Linked DNA regions of Acanthopagrus latus: region 2 is linked to region 1. A link is a contact called in public Hi-C data. All regions are on one chromosome and are shown on one strand. Each heading gives the region's core, a stretch centred on a gene start, on an enhancer-like site or on the middle of the called end of the contact. The rest is flanking DNA. Distances are from core to core; before and after follow the strand shown.

Region 1 (7,806 bases), core at 2,114-4,613:
TTGTTCACAATGATGTTTTAACATGTTTTTTGTCACTTTACTTTTGTGTCTGAAGCTGCAAAAGAAAATCTTCCGAAGGCAAACCTGGAAATGGAGATCGAGCAGAAGAAGATAGCACTGATGTGGAGACGAGGGTAGGATGATATTATCTGATGTTGAAGTGTTCAGTTCATTGCATGTGCATGTGTCTCTCTGTTGGACTCTTACCTTACACGTAAATGGTAGTTAGGTGGTTCTTGTAGTTAGAACATTTTATGATGGCATCATCATTCAGATTAATGTAGAATTACCAACAGTTCAGTATCAATCCAGGTCCCAATTTTTCTTATGTTCGCAGTGCTCTGTGGCCATAGAGATGAGGACTGGATCAAACATGGGTCCTGGCTATGAGCATCAGAGGATCAATAAGTAAGCCATCAACTTTTATATACCAACAGTATAAACTATACATTTGGAAATAAAATGAGAGAGAGGCAGACCCCTAACACTAACAAGATAAGCTAATTCTGTGTTGTTATTCTTAATGCCTGCCAAACATTATGAGGGAAGGTTGATCATTTTGACATCCTCAGCAAAATTACTATTCGCAAGCACCTGTTAGCACCTAGCCTAGGAGTATAAACATAACTTGATTTTATTTTTAATAATTGTCATATTACAGTTATTGATCTTGCATAGCCACAAATAGATACATGACCTCTGTCTTCAAAATAGACAAATGACATTTTTGTACATTGTATGTTGCATTTTTTAGTGGGGCTTGTACCACAATTCAGGAGCCACCAGAATCAACAAAAATTAAAGTTCCTTGTTGCGTCTTCGAAGAGAGAGAGAAAGAAAATGGAATGATATAATTCAAAAAAAGTAATTCAACAGGGTCTGTCAGTATCTATCTGCCTGTGAGAGATAAAACGTCTTTATATAATAAATGTCTTTAAAGTACGTCAGTTTTTTTCAGTTTTACATTGTGCAGAGTCTCCTTGAGCCACCACACACTATTTTTTATCTGTCTTCCCTTTTTACAGACGCAGGAAATGCTAAAAGCAGCCGCCAGCTGCTCCAGTGATCACTTCCCTCTTTCCTCACTTTGCTGTTGTGCAATAGTTTGAACTTCTTATTTGTTAGCTTTTGTGAAAATATTGTTTATATGTGTAAAAGTGTTTATACATGGGTCACTAAAGCTACTTTGTAAACAATTTTGTGTTGTATTTGAACCAATATAAAACAAGTGTTGTTTGATTCAGTCAAGGATGTTGGCAAATATTTAGTTTCTGTGACTCTGCTGCTGAAGATTCTGAGTGCACATGCAAGACATTGTGAAGCTGCCACGATATTTTTTTTTGTTCAGTGCATACGTTTTCTGTCTGTTTGTTATTGAATTATATAGCAATTCCAATAGCATTTGAATAATCCTGTTCTTCTTGAATTTCGCTATACATAAAATTAGCTTCTGTCACGTACAATCTCTCCTCTGCTCTCCTACCTTCACTGTTCACTCAGGAATAAAATTCCAGCACCAGTTTGTTGTGTTTATATACACTGAGGAACACAATGCAAACATGTCAGTGCAGTGCGTAATGCTACAAGCAACTGGCACAAGGATGATCTGTGAACACTAGATGTCAGCACAGGACCACAGTTCCTTAGAAAACTTAATCAGGGGTTCAGTTGCACTGCAAAATACCTGAGGGATTAATACAGCTATGAAGGAGTAATCCCTCATGCTGTGCTGTTCTGTAAACAGATATGTTAATGACAAGAAATACTAACTTTATGAATGGCAGTGAAAACAAGAAAATTTGTGTCATCTGATAAATTTTAACAGCTTTGCTGTTGCAAGGGCCGACTGAGCTTGAACAATGCAGCAAATCTTTATTAAATACAGTGTCCAGTTTCACTGTCTCTTGTCAGCTGAGCATCACCAGTCTAATGACCCGCTGAAGCCAGTGGTACACTCATCAAGGCTTTGAGTGGACAGTTGAAATCTCATCTACCAGCGGTCTGGCTGGGTTTCAAGTGGAACGCACTAGAGAGTGACTAACATGGAGCCTCTTGGAGAGGGGCAAGTGCCAAGAGCAACCAGTGGCCATTAAATTCACTCCTATGAGATACTGAGTGCTTTGCTTTTTGACCAGGATCTGTTTGATGTGCTGCACCACACTATTATCCCCGGCTCCTCACTGCAAGCCCTCCACAACCAAGTGGTGTGAGCATTATAATGAAGTTATTATGAAACTCTTGTTGCACCCCTGATCGGCGTTACAAGGTTCAAAGACACACTTGTGGAAAATAAATGAAAACTGCACTCAAAGGTCCACAACAAGCATAAAACCAGGTCAGGGAATTATGGTGTTCTACTTCAAACCATCAGACCATCTCTGATTTCAACTAATCAAGATAGGTTCTCAGTTGGTTCTCCTTGGTTTTGGTGACGTTAAGCAGGAAAGCACTCAAATTGATTAAAACTGCCCAGAACATCATGATGACCCATCTATCAGTGACATTGGTGAAAACTGTGGAGCAGCTTCATTCCCGCAGGCTGTGAGACCTGTCAATTCATCATCAACACTTTACCATTTCTAAAATAGATGTAGCAGAACTCAAAGGACTCAAACATTTTTTCTTAAACCCTTGTGATTTAAGAAATGACAATACATTTACCTTGTAGGATAATTGTTTATAACTGTTTTTGTTTATAGACATTCTGCTTGAATGGCTCTGACACAGACGTTATAAGTTGCCTCTTGGCACAGGCAGGACAAAATGATTCTCACCAATCCATGGTGCTGATGAACGCCATTCATAATTCAGTGGTTAAAAAAGCACTGTCCTCAATCATACATGTCATATAATACGTTTCTCAGCCATATGCAATTAAAAGAACATCTTCTACTTTCATAGCATGTTATTTTACCAACTGACAGCTCATTGACTCGCCTTTTTATATAATGTTTTTTCAATTCCAGGAAGGCTTTACATTCTCCATTTACTCATAGATTACAGTCAATAACAATATGTTACAGTTTATATGCCCATAGAGGACTAGAGAACTTCAGAACACCCATACAATTATACATATCAGATTTAACTGTAACAGATGCAAAAGTGGAATTAAGTGGATTAAGTTCACTAAGGGCTTCCATGTATTATTTGGGGGAATTTAAATATTCCCAGCAATGACTGGAGGTTTTGAAACAGCTTTAACACCATGATGTACGAAACATTTTACACATTTTGTGCTTGCTGGTGAACTTCTAGACTTTATGTTGCTTGGGAAATCAGGATCTCAGTATTTCTAAGCTAATTGTGGGCTCCACCAGACAGCGGCGTCATTGGAATTCATTTAGAAACGGGCGCTGTCTTTGGTCGCGGCATTAATGCGTCATCCCGTCGACTATGACGTTTTTAGAGAGCGGCGCCGTTTCAGACTGGAATGGGAGCTAGCGATTTTTCCCATATTTTGATAGTTTAATCCGTGAATGGCGCCGAAACAGGACCCGAAACCTAAATTTCAAGAAGGTAACAAGTTGTCTGTTTTAATTTCTGATAGATTCGTGTTATCAGGCAGCGCTGGAGTCGCCGGAGAGGTCCACCATGTCAGCTAGCTTATGACCGAAACAACACTGCAGCCGCCGAATGGCTAGCATCGTTAGCTTTCATTGTTGTTGCATAAAACAGGTTTCGGTCATTTTTATGCGCTACTTTAGTTAAATATCAAGTTTTGTTCTTTGCGGCAGATTGAGGCGTCAGAAGTACCATACGGCAGCGCAAATGCCTTGAATTTTCATCTGTTGTTTTTGTCCCAAGCTAACTGAACGTATTAGCTTCATTCAGTGTTAGCTCCTTACTGATTTCACCGCCTATCTCTCTGTTCTCACAGTTAGCCGAGTCCTAGCTGTGTGGCTAACTGCTGTTGTCATCTGTCAGACATTTCTGCAGCTCTTTCAATGATTTACCAAGTGTGTATGCATTTTCACTACGTGAGTGGTCCTCGTTGGTGTGGCCTATCAACCTGTCCTAAAGCAAATGATGTGTATAGTATGTCAGTTAGCATGTATATCATTTATTTATTTGTTAGACATTGAGTTCATTCATTCCTTAAGAAAAAGGCAAATGTTGAAAGTCAGTATCAGGTTATTATCGATCGCGGTACACGGAATCTCAGGCAAAATATTTGTTAAAGTCTCTTAATTAAGATCTAAATTAACTTATTGCAATGCACTGCAAGTTCTCCAAACCAGATCATGAAGCAAATTTATTTATTATGACAGTAGTTGTTAATGGCTTAATTGATTATGTGTTGACCATTTTAAATACAAAGGAATCAACGATGAGCTTAATTGTCAGCATCCTTATTATTGAGGGAATAAAATGTTTTATGTCAGTGGGAGGATTTTCTGCCTTTCTTTGTTTATCATAATTGTAATGTGGATATCTGTGGGTATTAGAGATTAAATTATTAGATTTATTAAAATAGTCAACATTTGAATGATAGTTTGAGGTCTCCATGTGTGTCTAAAACTAACTTATAAACTTAGCTGTAAACTTGCTTCCAACCATCAAAGAGACGTTTGAAACGATAAAGGTGTTAATTAGGGTGTAACAATGTTTAAGTCTATTTTAAGCCCTGTTATGAACTCTTAGGATGTGTATGTGCAAGTAGATCAGTTGTCTTTACACTTTAATTTTGTTTTACTTGAACTGCCCTTTGCTGACTTTAATTGACCAACACTCTGTTCAGGTGAAAGAGTGCTGTGTTTTCATGGGCCATTGCTCTACGAAGCTAAGGTAGGCTGCATTAGTTAGCCCGATTCTCCGATCATGTGATCCTAAACTGTGCCTCCAATATAAGAGTTTCTTGACAATGCTTTATGTCTCTGTTTGCAGTGTGTTAAGATAAACATCAAGGACAAACAAATCAAATATTTTATTCATTACAGCGGGTGGAATAAGAAGTAAGTGTTTGGTTCACACAAATCAAATACTTAAGATGTGTACAGTGAAGATTTTCAAAGTGCTTAATTTCTGTCTTGGTGTTTTATCTCCCAGCTGGGACGAATGGGTTCCTGAAAGCAGAGTGCTTAAGTATGTGGACAGTAATCTGCAGAAACAGAAAGAGCTTCAGAGGGCCAATCAGTAAGTCCACTCTCTCTTTTCCAATCGTAGTTTTTATAAACTTTAATGTTCACAAATTACACTCCAGTGACTTTTCTTATGAGCAAGGTCCATAGCAAGAGCAATTCAGAAATTATGTTGTAATGGTGTTCTGCTTGGTGAATATGGTAGAAAACAGAACAGAAATATAAAGAATAAAAAAAGAGAAACAGAATAGTACCCCATGTCCACATGCATTAATACCTCATATACATGTACACTATATTCGGAGATGTTAACAAAGCGTAGTCCGTGTCCTGAAAACTGGCTGACTTTAAATATAATATTCTAATGCAATTGATCGTGTTTTCTTTTCTCATTTCAGAGACCATTATGTAGAAGGAAGAATGAGGGGTGCTGCGCCGAATAAGAAGATACCTCCTGCACCGCAGAAGAATGATGTGTGAGTGCAAGTAATTTCTTATTTGGCTGTCTCCTGCCAAACTGTTCTAGAGGTGTTACACCTGTTAATGACTGTCTTTATTTTAAATGTCATACCTCTATTTTTCTCTGTCGTAGGAAAACCAAAAAGAACAAACAAAAGAGTAAGTATATCATGTTTTTTATTTCCATAATTATCACTGTTTTCATGCATAAATCCTCAAAATTATCACTTAGCTGGTTTTTGCACAAGTGTGTTTGCATCGTCAGTTCCACAGAAGCTGTGAATGATCAAGAAAGTAACAGCATAATTGGTGTCACTAGAGTAGAATGTTTATGGAATATGTTTCTGTCTGTGCAGCTCCTGGTGCAGGAGAAGGGACAAGTTCAGGAGGAGATCCAACCCACCCGCCTCGAAAGAAGAGGGCACGTGTCGACCCAACAGTTGAAAGCGTAAGTTCATAAATACCTGCTGCCTTTAGTACTGATATTCCTGGTTGGGGGTTTCTGATGTCAAATCATGCTGAACTGCACTGGAAGTAAGCAAGTAAATAGTTTAATTGTTGTTTGTTGCAACTGCATAATGGAAATGTTTTGAAATTAAATGTGTAAACATCATGATAAAAAGCCTCCTCTTGGTGCACTTTTTCATACATCTGGTCCTGTCTGCTCAGGAGGAGACCTTCATAAATCGAGTGGAGGTTAAAGTAAAAATACCAGAGGAGCTGAAACCGTGGCTTGTGGATGACTGGGACCTAATTACAAGGCAAAAACAGGTTGGTACTGATTTAGAATTTAAAATGAATTTCACTGCATTTAATCCATTGAGATAGTCGCCTGTATTTGTTTATCCTTTCATTTTATGCCATCAGCTTTTCCACCTACCTGCCAAAAAGAACGTCGATGCAGTCCTTGAAGATTATGCAAACTACAAGAAATCGAGAGGAAACTCTGACAGCAAGTAAAGATACGCTTTGTTACTTGTCATTATTTCTGTCATTTACTCAAGTGGTGTACATTATCCAGGTGATTCAAAAATATGACTTGCTATAACTTGGTTTTCCTCTTCTGCTCAGAGAGTTTGCCGTGAACGAGGTGGTTGCTGGTGTCCGGGAATATTTCAATGTCATGCTTGGGACACAACTTCTCTACAAATTCGAGAGGCCACAGTACGCGGACATCCTGGCCAACCACCCGGATACATCTATGTCTCAGATCTACGGCGCTCCTCACTTACTCAGACTCTTTGGTAAAAACACACCTACAAAATGTTATATTACAAAAAAGCAGTGGCAGTTATGAACACACAAAATTAGATATGAAATGTGAAAGTGTGGCATATTGTAGGATTATGTGGTAAGTATTAAAAAAATGTGTGGTAAGAGAATCAGAACCTGACTGTAAAATCAGCTGGGCAGGATGTTGTTAGCTTACAAATATATCGATACGTGTTCACTCCTCTCTGCTCTGCTGTTATGTCTCAGCTAACTGTGGCACCTTGAGTCACCCATTAACTACGTTTTTGCAGAGAACTGATGAATAACCCCCAAAACTCTAATGCTTTTTTGTAAAAAAACAAAAAAAAAACAAAACACTATCAGTTTTTGCTACCCTCACTTATTGACACCAGAAATACTAGCTGATAAAAAAAATGTTTTATATAAATGTACATATATAAATTACACTAACATAATGTGCACATTGCACTGTTAATGTTAATATTTTTTCTGACAATGTCCTTAAACTTTGAGTAAATTGTGCTCAGTTTTTAACTGTTTCCTGACTGTTTTCATCTAGAGATAGCCCGATGAGGGTCCATGTAATAAAACAGTGTTGTCATTAAACATAATTGCAAGTGAAGTGGACAGCGTGGGGGGGGGTCTTTTTCCTTGGTAGCCTCTGGTCTTCTCCCACACACCTGTCGATCTTAAAGTGTGCGAAAGCTGCACTCTGTACATGAAAAAGTTTAAATTCTCAGCTGCATCTAGTAGAGCTACACAGAACAGTCATTCGAAATAAGAGCAAGCCTGTTTCTTTTAATTGCCTTTTGAATGGATAAATAATCATCTGAACCTACACAACCTGCTTTCTGTGCTGGTATAAAAGCTTGAAAGACTTCTTCTCTGGGATCAGTTAAGTGGAAATATTGAAGGAGTTTTATAGTAATTATAAATAAAGACGAGGCTGGAGGTTATATAAAGTGTAATATTCTGTCTTTGTTTGGTTTTCACAGTGAGGATCGGAGCCATGCTTGCGTACACTCCCCTGGAT
Region 2 (7,806 bases), core at 3,525-6,024, 150 kb after region 1:
TTCCACCTCCTGGGTCATCTCTGCAAACCGCATCACCAGCTGGACAAACAGAGCGTGCGTCAGACGAAAAGCGACTTGCTCACTCGGTGTAAAGTAATGGACACAGTTTAACCATCAGATGAACATACCAACGTCTCCTCGTAGTCGTCAGCTTTGGGATTCACACACACAACCATTTTGACTTTGCCCTCTCCATCAAAGTAGTTCTTGAACAGATGGGTGACTTTAGAATCTCTGTAGGGGACCATCTGTAGGAGACAACTTGCATTACCTACATGGTTCATTAGTAAATGTAACAACAGCGTTCAGCTTTAGTAACTCATACCCTGTTTGAGCCACACAGCTGGTTTTCCCGAAGTATCTCGATGCACGTCCGCAGATTCAGCAAAGACTGATTAATGTTACCTACAGGGAAAGAATGTTGTTTAATCTCACATGAACTTCAGCTACACACAAGACAAATCTGGATGTTTGGGTAACACACCTGCTTCACGTATACGGGTTCCTTCTGCCCCCGTCCTACCGGTGCGCTCACTTCCTGCCAAGTCCACCAGGCACAGCTGACTAACAGTCACCTGGTTTTTATCCTGTAAAGCAAGATTTTTAAAAAGCCTTTAATGTCAGGGCTTTCAACTGCGGGACGAACCATTTGGTTTTCAGTTCTAACTGACCTGGAGAACGTTGTCGCCGTCAGCATCAAGAGGAGCCTGAGCCAGTTTAATAATGAGCACACTGTGGGAGCGACTGGACTCTCTGTTCAGGCAGGTGTTGGCAACCTTCCTCTTTTTCTGACCTGGAGCAACATAGTAAAGGCAAACGTTTTCAAGTATCTAGACTCTCAGATATCATCTTCAGATGGGAATTTGAGCTTCTCTGATTTAGACACAAAACTCGGATTGATCCATTTAGCTCATAAAAGACCTGCTCAGAGAGAAGATTAACGCGGGTCATTTCCTGGCCAAAGCCAACCCGGAGGCTAGCAGTGCCAGGTCAGTCACATCTACAATCATCAGTGCAGTCATTTTCTTTATTCCTTTTTCTCTGACTCTCTGGTTTCGAAATGTAGATCTTACCTTTCCAGAACACTTGAAATGCCTCCTCGGCAGATTTGACTTCGACCTCCATACAACCAGCCACATACATGTTGTGATTCTGATCCTCTCTGAGGATTCTAGATTGAGGTGGTCTACATTGAGAGAAAAAAAAGGGTCACTCACTGCAGACGTGGAACAAATGAGCATCAAACATTTGGAGGAGGGGCGGGGTGTGCTTGATTCCAGCCATGGGAAATAATCAGACAGTAACAATCATGAAGCGCCATCCAAAGCAACAGACAGGAGGTTTAAGGACATTCAGGAAGTTAAACCGTAACATAACAGAGACTACAAGCAGCAGCAGGGAAATGTAATGATTCTGGGGGACTAGAGGAACTCTCGTCAATACTGGAGACATTACACTGTAGCACAGAGCTTTGATGTAAAATGCCAATTTAACTGTATTTTATTTAAAAAAAAAAAAAATTAAGTTTTTTTTATTACTGTTGATTAATTTAGCCATTATTTTCCATCTGTGAAATGTTGACAAAAAATATTTGCAAAATATAAAAAGGCTCATTATAAATGCTTAAATCCCCGGGACACAGTACAAAACTATTCAGTTTACTAATGGACATGCTTAAATAAATATTAGGCACATCTCCAGATAAATATTTTGAGGCAATTCTCCTGAAAGTTACTCTAACATTTTACCCTTAGATTTATGTGTTTTGTACATCCATTAATAAAATAATCCAGTAGATAAAAGGTGTTGTTTATATCCGTCACATATATCAGCATTAATATAAAGAAAACATTGAAACTATTTCAATTAATACCCAGCCCTACTTTTTAATAACTTCTTAGTTGTTGTGGCAACACTTTTTCTTTTTTAATTTTGTTTTTCAAAAAAGAAGTTTCCACAACATTTTTTGGAAGTTTGGAAATGTCTCCAGTGTTCACACGGCTCCACTTACAAACTAGGTTACACGTCAAAGAGGGAAAGTTCATCTTAATCAGGCTACAAGTCTGATGGACGAGTATTCACTGGTCACATACATGAACTCAGTGTTCTGGCGCAGAGGTGTGCCCCCACCATTCCACCTAGTAAAAAGAAAGACAATAATTCTGTCTTCAAGCTCCTCTGAACAGAAGAACACTTTGCACATGTATTGACACATGACATAGATGCAGAGAATGTAAAGTGGATCAATAGTTGCAAGCATAGTCCTGCTCACGTCAATAATAAATGTATTTTTGCAAGACAGGCAGTGTGCAGGATCTTCTTCCAGCTATAAAAATGTAAATGTATAATTACTCAAAACATTTAAAACCTGTCTTTAAATGCACATTTATACATCTGAATTATGTTCCTTTCAGTTAACATTTTCTGAACTCACTTTGGTTTGATGACATCCTCCTGAGTTTCCTCCAGGAGATCATAGATGTAGTTGTTGTAGATTTCTATGTAGGAGACGAAGACGCTGTAGCTGCTGTCCTCGTCCACACCATCTGCTTTATACGCCTCCTCCGGCTTAATCATGTCCGCAATCTCAGGGTCCAGCTTTTGTCTGAAATCAAAGAAGTGATTTTCAGGTTATATACACATTAGTTACACAGTAGAAACAGTAGTATTCCTGGGGACTGGGGATTTACCTGGCAGAGGGTGTTTTAGGAACAGGCAAGTTGTTTTCACGCCTTTGGCGCTCCAACAAAGCATCAACTTCATTCTGGACCTCCATACCATTTTTGTCATCTGTCTTGAAAACCTGAAAAACAGGAAGTATGAAATTAGATTACTAATGTGCAGATTCAAGAATGATAGAGGTATGTGGGTACAAGAGAGAGCTTCCTGTCTTACATATCTTTTGGCCTGGTAGGGTCCTATACTGTTAAAGATCATGTCAAGCGAGCGAGGTAGAAGTCCACCCTGGCCCGGAGAGCCCGTCATGGTGAACGTCTTTCCGCTTCCCGTCACCCCATACGTAAAGAGTAGACCTGCAACATCCAGAGCGGAGACCATCAACTGCCAATAATAATCTCAAAGCCAAACAGTGCTTTTCCATTTCCTGTTAAAATTCAGGGAAAGTTCAGTCAGAGGACAAATTACTGAGATAAAAAAGAAAAATCACCATTCTTACCATTTTTTCCATGAATGAGATCATCGACAAGAGGTTTGGCCACATGTTCAAAAAGCTCCCTCTGAGATATGGAAACTCCAAATACTCGTTTGAAAGAATACTGTGTCTACGAGACAAAAAAGATGAATTAGAATATTTAAGGACGGCATCATCATATATATTCTTATTTCCACCAAATAAACATAATGAGATTAAAACCAACAGTGGGGTCTCTGTACTTTCTGACGTTCCCAGCTTTTCAGTGGCACTCAGAATAATTTGTTCCTACTGATGGTAAATTTTTTTATCAACAGGCCAAAAAGTTTCTCTATTGAAAAAATAAAAAAATTAAAAAAGGTCTGTTAGGAGGTTTCCCTCCCAGTTAGATATGGTCTGGAATGCGTCCACAGGGAGGAGTCTAACAGACATTCTTAAACCACTTTTGAATCGCTCCCTTCAGTGTGAAGGAGGGGCTGCTCTACTCTTAGCTCTTCTGGTTGTCCAACCTCCAGGCTGGACAGATTGCATTACTTATCTGACATGAGAACACCTCAGTAACCTACAGGAAGAACTAGGCTTTGGCTTACCTATATTAAGCTCAGGCTACTGGGATAACCATTTATTTTTGTTTTGGTCGTTTTATATTTGAGTTGTTTCCATTAAAAACATTGCAGTAAATTAGGCCAATGGTGTGCATGTTATTGTGCAAAAGATGACAAATACCTCTGCTATTTCCCCTCAACTACTAGAACAGAGGAGGAGAACATAAACAGTCCAAGTCCACTAGATGTGTTACCTCTTTGTACTCTCCATTTCTGTTTGTCTTGAAGCCCTCGGGTGCGTGTAGCTGGATGGTGGAGCTGCTGATGACCTCAATGCAGCACTCCTCGTCCTCGGCACCCAGGGGCCGGACACGACAGTACACCTGGGGACAATACACCAGTCAAGTGTGCTTCAAGAGGACGTGATCACTCCTTAATGAACGTCACTCTTTGATCCGTGGAAATCCACTCAGCTAGTAACATACTTTAATGTGCAACTAACGTTACAACTAGGCAAGCATTGGGGTTGTTATTGAATGCTAATGTGCAGTTTGTGTTTGCCAATACAAATATGAATTACTGAACAACGTAGTGACCTACCCCAACCGGGTCTTTCTGGTTGTTGTTGGGTGGCTTCTTAGGAGGAGGCCTGCGGGGAGTTTTCCCCTTCCTGAAACATTAATCATCTTTCATTAGGACAGTACATTGTTAGACTCAGATTACAGTAAAGCGATGATGCGCTAACAAAGCCACGGGCTAGACGGCTGCTTATTAGCCTCAGGCTAACGTTACGGCTAAGCTAACTAACTTCTCTTGTTTGGATTCCGTTTGCAAGCGGCCAAGCTAAATTCCAACACGATATTTGATATTAGGATAATAATTCTAGGTAATGGACTTTACATCCGGTACAAAAAGCAACATTAAACTGTACTCACGCTTGTCTGATCATTGTTGCTCTGCTTCTTGTATCGTTAGTTTGTCCGTTCCTGTTGCTACAATTTTGAACTTTCCCTCCGGAGAACGAGGCGGCAGCAGCCAATCAGATTCAATAACAACCGATCACGTGTTTCCGCCTAGACTTCCCAGCATTTTATGGGAACTACCATGAAAAGTGTCAAATATGCAACCTATTATGATTATAGATAGATAGATAGATAGATAGATAGATAGATAGATAGATAGATAGATAGATAGATAGATAGTTTTAACGAAACATATTTTTTTTTATCTTGAGCTATCTTTGTAACAATTTGTATATTTACACATTTTTCAGATAACATAACCAACTTCTTTATGTTTAAGTATATTTGCAGTAGTTTGTCTTCCACACTTATTTAAACACTGTACATTTTTTGTTATTGGTTTTTTTTCCACTTGTTTTGGCAATTTTTTATTTGTTGTTGTTGTAAAACACTCAATTTTATAAGTTACCTAACCACGTTAATATATTAGGCTCACTGCCATAACACATATTAAATGTGCGTTGTTCCTTTTAAAATATATATATATATATATATATATATATATATATATATATATATATATATATATATATATATATATATATATATATATATATATATATAAAGCCTCTGAAAAAAGACAGCTGATCTGACGTCATGTTGTAGTCCTGCCTAAACACCAAACATGGCGTCCGCTGATGGTTATTGGTGGATAAACACTGACGCCTACCGTCCACAGGCCGTCACACACACGTTACAAAACACCCACTTTTGCAGCCACTCTCACGTGTACTGCTCTGTTATGCAAACAGGAAAGCTCCTGCTCTGAATGTGTACAGCTCCAAACGTTGAAAATCATAGGTGAGAAGATTGATTTCACTTCATTGATGACGTTAAATGATTAACTGTCGAGTCAAAGCCTCGGTTTTGTGCTGTGCATTAAGATTCGTCGTATGTTTTTAAAGGGAGAAATGAAAAGACCGACGAAGTCAAATGCCTCCGAGCCAAAGGGAAAAGTGAAGAAAAGAGCCGGAGAGAGCTCTGCGACGACCCTCTCCAGAAAACTACGAGACAAGAAAGATGGAGAGAAATCTAAACAAGGTGTGCAGCCCCGACGGGACAGCTGGAGTTGGCGATATTGATCATGAAATGTACCTCATGTCATGACAGCTTTGGTTTGTGTGTCTTGCAGGGCCTCCTCTCAAACCTGCAGCAGTCCAGAAGAGGACTGGCTATGGGAGCATCTTGCATTATATTTACAAGAGCACACTGGGACAAAGTCTGCACTCACGGATGAGACAGGTGAGGCTTCACTCAAAGACTGGACAGAGGGACCAAAGACGGGCACTGATAACACTGTGGATCAAAATATATTACTATATTGTACTACTGCGACTACTTGTATGTGGAAGTGGGCAAGTTTTCCATATGCAATACTATTACTGTAGATGACTGTGCAAGTGTGCATGGTGTAGGCCTGTGAGTACATCATGCAGAAACATATTCATGGTCAGATTAAGTTGTTACAATGCAGTAAGATTCACTGGGGTGAAAATGAGCTTCCTCTCATGACCCCTGTTTCTCCTATTCCTGTACATGCGCAAAGTATTTTCATGTAGGACCTGGTTCTAGTTTTGTTGTTATTGTGACATATAAGCAGAGAACTAGGAGAACTAGTTTTTGACACAGGTCATATCAGCACGTCAGTTAATATTGTGATTTATTGTGATTTAACCCAAAGAATCAAGTTTATGAACAGAGAGTCAATGATCGACTCATCATCTTTACTGTGATGATGGACTACTGTGTGTCTCTGCCTGCTACACTTCCTGTGTGGCTGTGAGTTTTGCAGAGTCTGTTCTAAGTGAAATAGTTAGTGATTAAATGTCAAATATTTAATTTTTTTTGTTTTTTTGTTTTGTTTAAAACATTCAAAAAATAACTAAACATTGAAAAAAATGCTCCTCTGCTCACTGTGTAAACGCCAGCACTCCCCTGTTAGTCCTGTTAGCTGCACGGCTAACAAAGCCAACATGCTAACAGCAGCTACAGTCAGGTATGCATAAACAGAGCAGAGTTAGCAGTTGCTCTTGAGATTTGCTGCCAATTCTTATGTATTGACCATGTTAATGTATATTGTATCCTCCATGTGTTGTAAATCTTCACTTTATATATTTAAAGCATATTTGTTGTCTCCTCCAGTGTCTCCAGGAACCTTTTGTGCGCTCACTCTCGTCCTATCATTTCCACGGTGCCACCAGCCCCTTCGACCGCAGGATCACCTGCCTGGAGTGGCACCCGACTCATCCCACCACTCTGGCTGTGGGCTCCAAAGGCGGCGACTTGTACCTGTGGGACTATGAGACGCCCACGAAGCAAACTTTCATCCAAGGGGTGAGTGTCCGTGTGACCGGCCGGTTAATTGTAATAGCAGCACACCTGCATGCTTTTAATTATGCAACACTGTTAAGACTACTAAGACTAAGATTACATTTTTGGCTGTGCAAGTTAGATTTTTAATAAAATGTATCTCATGTTACTGTTATTGGTTCTCTGCCTTAGATGGGGGCTGGAGACTCAGTTACAGACATGAAGTTTAACTCGTTAAATCCCACTCAGCTGTTCACCTCGTCTATCGGGGGTACGACAGCACTGCGAGATTTCAATGGGACGACTCTAACAGTGTTTGCCAGCACATGCACGCTGAAGTAAGACAAAGTCCCATTGTTTTCTGTCAGCTCAAGTCAAAAAAGGTTGTAGAGTTCAATCAGCCCAGCGTCAGTCTTTTCTACCAGACGGCCCCTCATTGATTCAATGCTGCCCATTTATATGGCAGTGTAGTGCTAGTTACTGCCCAGTGATAGGCCTGCATTTGTGTTTTCCTGCACAGAACGGAGCAGGAGACTTTATCGGAGGGATGAGGTTCTGCCCGACAGACCTTTCCAAAGTCTATGTGGCTTCTGGAGAGGGCACACTGACCGTGCAGAGCTTTGAGGGCCACACACCCACCGTTCTGTCCAGAACTCAAGACTGTGGCCACGATCACCACAATGTCTGGTGAGAGAACCACGGAGAAGACTGACGCTCAGCTGAGAGAGGCTGTGATCTTGTAATGTTATGCTTAAGTTTATCATGCTGTCTAAAATAA

Evidence for each region. A called contact is a pair of places that touch in the nucleus more often than the background predicts.
Region 2: a Hi-C map of liver shows a contact between it and region 1, with 4 times the contacts expected there. The contact joins the promoter of LOC119024437 here to the promoter of morf4l1 in region 1. A contact is called at or near these places in 4 of 4 Hi-C or Micro-C datasets (liver and muscle).

The regions. Positions count from the first base shown.
Region 1 is chr8:11,330,724-11,338,529 of fAcaLat1.1, forward strand. morf4l1 (mortality factor 4-like protein 1) reads left to right here and starts at 3,364. Exons shown (of 12, transcript XM_037106741.1): 1 at 3,364-3,519; 2 at 4,742-4,788; 3 at 4,888-4,955; 4 at 5,050-5,136; 5 at 5,480-5,557; 6 at 5,674-5,699; 7 at 5,897-5,988; 8 at 6,210-6,311; 9 at 6,408-6,496; 10 at 6,612-6,784; 11 at 7,769-7,806. The coding sequence starts at 3,480. It overlaps LOC119024205 (kinesin-like protein KIF23), which reads left to right. Exons shown (of 12, transcript XM_037106740.1): 10 at 56-134; 11 at 338-408; 12 at 1,026-1,519. The coding sequence ends at 1,041.
Region 2 is chr8:11,477,107-11,484,912 of fAcaLat1.1, forward strand. LOC119024437 (kinesin-like protein KIF23) reads right to left here and starts at 4,775. Exons shown (of 24, transcript XM_037107249.1): 1 at 4,632-4,775; 2 at 4,297-4,366; 3 at 3,951-4,079; 4 at 3,176-3,281; 5 at 2,896-3,032; 6 at 2,691-2,803; 7 at 2,435-2,605; 8 at 2,094-2,138; 9 at 1,074-1,186; 10 at 672-793; 11 at 485-587; 12 at 326-405; 13 at 129-248; 14 at 1-39. The coding sequence starts at 4,645. It overlaps ddb2 (DNA damage-binding protein 2), which reads left to right. Exons shown (of 12, transcript XM_037107258.1): 3 at 5,624-5,759; 4 at 5,851-5,960; 5 at 6,861-7,052; 6 at 7,549-7,715. The coding sequence starts at 5,630. LOC119025190 (a small nucleolar RNA gene) reads right to left here and starts at 1,018; the gene lies at 922-1,018.